Linked DNA regions of Callithrix jacchus: region 2 is linked to region 1. A link is a contact called in public Hi-C data. All regions are on one chromosome and are shown on one strand. Each heading gives the region's core, a stretch centred on a gene start, on an enhancer-like site or on the middle of the called end of the contact. The rest is flanking DNA. Distances are from core to core; before and after follow the strand shown.

What was found. Hi-C and Micro-C count contacts between places; a contact is called where the count stands out from the background.
Region 2: a Hi-C map of skeletal muscle shows a contact between it and region 1, with 2.7 times the contacts expected there. The contact joins the promoter of DEFB129 here to the promoter of DEFB116 in region 1. A contact is called at or near these places in 3 of 3 Hi-C or Micro-C datasets (induced pluripotent stem cells and skeletal muscle).

Annotation. Positions count from the first base shown.
Region 1 is chr5:7,838,697-7,841,396 of calJac240_pri, reverse strand. DEFB116 (defensin beta 116) reads right to left here and starts at 1,348. Exons shown (of 2, transcript XM_017973099.1): 1 at 1,282-1,348. The coding sequence starts at 1,348.
Region 2 is chr5:7,984,536-7,987,235 of calJac240_pri, reverse strand. It overlaps DEFB129 (defensin beta 129), which reads right to left and starts at 1,386. Exons shown (of 2, transcript XM_002747394.5): 1 at 1,298-1,386. The coding sequence starts at 1,355.

The DNA of each region.
Region 1 (2,700 bases), core at 99-2,598:
GTCAAATCTTGTTTAAAGAACACTCAGCATAAAATCCACTCTCTTTGCAGTTTTTGAAATATACAACACAGTACCGTTAACTATAGGAACTGTGTTGTACGGTAGATTTCTAGGACATACTCATGAGAGTACAGTCTCTTCAATAAACATATTGGGAAAACTAGATATCTCCACACAAAATAATAAAATGGGATCTTTATCTTACACCATACACAAAAATCAAATGGATTAAAGACTTAAATCTAAAACATGGATTAAATCTAAAAATGGATTAAAGACTTAAATCTAAAACATGAAACCATAAAACTCTTAGAAGAAACATAGAGTAAAAAGCTTCTTGACATTGGCCTTGGGAAGGGTTTCCTGGATATGATGCCAAAAGCACAGGCAACAAAAGCAAAAATAAACAAGTGGACAGCAGCAACCTAAAAAGCTCCTGCACAGCAAAGGAAACAATATATAAAATGAAGAAGGAACCTACAGAATGGGAGAAGATATTTGCAAATCATACATCTGAGAGTCAATATTCTCCCCATTTCAATAGGGATAGCCCTGCTGTGACGAATTCAACTGTCTCACTCAAGCTTAATCACTCCCAAACCCAGGCTAAGTCAGACCCTGCCCAGATAAATCTCACATACACCCAACTGAATGAGATACCCACTTTAGGCAAACACGTAACTACAACTCAAGCCCTGTCTCTTCCAAAGCCCAATTGCAAAACATACAAACATAACACTACCCAAGCCACCCAACCCCAATTCACAGCATCAATCTAAAACACAGCCCAACTACAAACCTCTCTATACCCCAGCTCGCAGTTCCACCAACTCTACCCCCAGATTCATTCAAGAAAAAAAAATACCATTTTCTCTCCAGACTATACCAAAACATCCGTTCAGCTCAATCCTATAAACATTCATCCCATGCACATCCCCACTCACTTTCTGGATATTACCCTCTCTCTAAGGTCTTACAACAGCCCCACATCAACTCACTATCCAACTCCAAACTGCTATATTCCTCCTACAGCTCCTCAACTTGCATCCAGTCTCTCACCCCTAACTCGTGACTTAAGCTCCCATCCCAGTGACAGCACTACCCAAGATGTTTTGTGCTTAGGCTAGCCACTACGCCAGGAACAACCTCTTAAATTTGTCTTGGCAGGACCAAAAGACTTTAGGGGTTGCCCACTATATGTGAGTACGAGTCATTGCAGAGGTCACCAAGATACCAGTACCACATGCAAGACCCCAGAACTTTGAGAGAGGCCTGAGTTACCTGGAGTTTTTTGAGCCAGGATCATAAGGATGACAATGGTCATTAAACAGGGCTTCATGACTGACATGTTCCAACAGAATGAAGGGCTGTGTTGCAGGTGACTGAATAGAGATTACTGTAGCAAAGCGGTGGCCCACCTTTATTAGTTTTGGAAATGGGCCAGGGTTGTGTGCAGTGAACTAAAAGGGATGAGAGATACCTGAGGTCAGGCAGGCAGAAGGACAACATGGATCATTTATCTGAGCTGGATACTCTGTGTAAATGCGGGAGACTTGCCAGCAGTGCTCATGCCTGGGTGGGCCTTTCTTCCCATTAAGTAACAGACAGATTAGACATTCGGCATTTTGTGTGAGACAAATTTGAATGAATCAAGCAAGCAAGCACACTTGAAAAAACTTATAAATAATTATATAAGAAATAAAGAATTGTTTTTAACTGTGGTCACCATGCTGTGCCCACAGAACACCAGAACGTATTCCTCCTATCTAACTGAAAGATTGTCCCCATTGACCGACATGTCCCCATCCCCATCCACCCTCACTCGAGGCTCTGGTAACAACCATGTTAATCTCTACTTCTCTGAGTTCAACTTTTTGAGATTCCACATCTAAGTGAGATCATACAGTATTTGTCTTTCTGTGCCTGGTTTATTTCTCTTCACATAATGTCTTCCAGGTTCATTTTTTAAAGCCTGAATAGTGCTCCAGTATCTATAGATAATAATAATGTAAAGATCACAAATAAATAATAAATATTTGAGGTCATAAACATGCTGATCTCTTAATTAACTGATCCCTTTATTATTATATAATGACTATCTTTGTCTCACTTTGTGGTTTTTTACTTAAAGTCTAGTTTTTCTAAGAAAAGCTGCTCCTCCTCTTTTCTGGTTTCCTTTTCCATGGGACATCTTTTTCCATCCCTTAACTTTCAGCCTATTTGTTTCCTTAAAAGTGAAATGAGTCTCTTGTAGGCAAAATATAGTTGGGTCATTTTAAAAAATCAATTCAGCCACCCTACGTCTTTCACTTTCAGTAGGCAAAGTGAATCCATTTACATTCAAAGTAATTGCTTTTAGGCAAAAGAACTTACTTTTGCCATTTTTGTTCATTCTTTTCTGGCTATTTTATACATCCTTTGTTCCTTTCTTCCTCTTTTGCTGTCTTTGTTTGTGATCCCAGCTACTTGGGAGGCTGAGGCAGGAGGATCACTTGAAACCAGGAAGCAGAGTTTGCAGTGAGCAGAGATCACGCCACTGCACTCCAACCTGGCCAACAGAGGGAGACTCCATCTCAAAAAAAGAAAAGAAAAAGAAAAAAATATTTGGCTAAATTAAATCAAACCACTGGCTTACAATGACCCAGAGCCTTAGTATTTGTTCTATGAGAGTTGAGGTTAACTCCCTTTAACAAGCATGGT
Region 2 (2,700 bases), core at 137-2,636, 150 kb before region 1:
AATTCTAAATTCCCTGCTCAGCTTAGTTCTTTATCTGCTGGATGACTTTTCCATTCCAACGTCTCATTTTTTTTTTCTGAATCAAGAAACCTTTCCTCCCTTGTTCCTCCTAATAACTTAATGATTTTTCCATAAATGACAAGAGATTTATGCAGCATCTGCTAATTTTCAAAGCATGATCGCCTACATTTCCACATTGTTTTCTCATCAAATACAAAACAGAAAAATTCTTATATTGGAAGCAGCTGCATTGATTAACCCCATTATACTCATGTAGAAATTGAAGTTCAAAGTGGTTAAGTGACTTTATCCAAGATGATACAGCCATACTTACTTATGGTACTACTCATTTCCTAGGGTTCCAAGACAAACGCATTAGAAACAGCTTTGACTCTTTCACTTTCCCTGCCCCGACCCATTTCTCATTATTTCAAAGAGCTGGATGATTCTTGTATTCTGAAACAAATCTCAATGCTTCTCCTTTCTTTTCCAAAACCAATAGTTACTCTTCTGGCTTAGGCTTTTGCCATAATGAATTCCTTGATGCCCTTATGGTAGTCTGGGGGGTTTTCAAGAAGATAAAGGCTGAAAAAAGGGATAAGTCTCTGGAAAACCTGAAAGAATTCAAGATGGAGAACACAGACTTGTTTACTGGATTGGAAAAAGTTTTTTTTTTTTTTTTTTTAGCATGAGGAAAAGAACTTCCTCCTTTCTACACCAAAGCACAAACTGATAGGAACCTTCGCTTCAAGATGTGGTTTCACAGGAAGGGGAACAAAACACACTCCCCTGTTGTGGGCAGGGGAGAGCATCAGGAAAAATAGCTAATGCATGCTGGGCTTAATACCTGGGTGATGGGTTGATAGGTGCAGCAAATAACCACGACACACGTTTACCTATGTAACAAAACTGCACATCCGCACAAGTACCCCAGAACTTTAAAAAAAGAAAAGAGAGAGAGATGGTTTAAGATAGAAATACAGCTAAAAGGCTGGGCTGGGTCTTAGTATGATAGATATATACAGGGCAGGAAGGCAGCATTATATTTTAGATAGTTCCTGCACACACAAAAAATACCCTGCTTTCTCTGTAGCTTCCTGGGTATTCCCATCGGACACAGTCTGGGAGTTGGGGCCTATGAGAGCGTATCAATGCATGACTGATACAGTAGGTAAGCTCTTCAGCCATCTTTTTGAACATCTCATCTTTCGGTCTCTCTTTGGGTTTCCATTGTCATGGGCAGCCAAATCCTTGGTTCCTCACATCTACCCATCTTAAACCTGGTAATCCACATTACCTGTGTTCACCTGGTACTGTAGCATGAGGCTGGCAAAGATAGGAAAAAGGAGCTTCATGGTTGGGTGCCAGAGAGGAAGCCTTGGATCTGGGCTGATGCTCCTGAGCTCCAGCCTTTATTGGCCTCTTCATGGCCTTAGGCCATAAGCAATGAAGAGCAGCCAAAGCAAATTTGTGTGCTGTGTTTTTTCTGACTCTGCTTGAAAACACCCTTTCTTGAACACCTCTTTGCAACAAATTCGTTGCTCTTTATCCTAGGGAAAAACATAAAATATGTAAGATAAGAAAGAGAGCAAGCCCTTTCTTTCTTTTTTTTTTTTTTTTGAAATGGATTCTCATCTGTTGCCTAGGCTGGAGAGCAGTGACACGACCTAGGCTCACTGCAACCTCTTCCTCCCAGGTTCAAGTGATTCTCCTGCCTCAGGCTCCCAGATAGAGTAGCTGGGACAACAGGCACATGCCACCATGCCCAGCTAACTTTTGTATTTTTATTAGAGACTGGGTTTCACCATGTTGGCCAGGCTGGTCTTGAACTCCTGAACTTAATTCATCCGCCCACCTTGGCCTCCCAAAGTGCTGGGATTATAGGCATGAGCCACTGTGCCCAGCTGCATGTCTCTTTCTTAATGTTGGCGTAGGATAAGAGTTAGATATTTGATTCACTAATTTTCAGCCCAGTTATGCTAAGATTGGCACTTAGTGCATGAGAATTAGAAGAGCTAGAGGAGGGTAAAGATTCTGTCTTGTTTGTACTGGTATGTCCAGTGGCCAGCATGGGTATTGGATCAACGTACAAACTCAGTAAATGTTTGTTAAACAAGTTTGTGGGCGAATACTCTTGGCATATCTTTAACTTTTGAGTTTACAATGATTCCCACATCCTTTTAAAGTAGCAATTTAAAAAAACTTTTTTAACTTCGGGGATACATGTGCAGGTGTACAGGTGTGTTACATAGGTAAATGTGTGTTGTGGGGGCTGGTTGTACAGCTTATTTCATCACCCAGCTATTAAGTCTAGTATCCGTTAGTTACTTTTTCCGATCTTCTCCTCTCACTTTCCGCCCTCCAGTAAGCCCCAATGTGTGTTGTCCCCCTCTGTGTGTCCATATGTTCTCATCATAGCTCCCACTTATAAGTGAGAACATGCAGTATTTGGCTTTCTGTTCCTGCATTAGTTTGCTAAGGAAAATGGCCTCCAACTCCATCCATGTCCCTGCAAAGGACATGATCTCATTCTTTTTTATGGCTGCATAGTATTCCACGCTATATAGGTACCATATTTTCTTTATCCAATCTTTATCCAAATGCCCAAACGATGGGCATTTATATTCCTTTGGGCATATACCACGTAATGGGATTGCTCCGCCAAATGGTATTTCTGATTTTAGGTCTTTGAGGGATCAC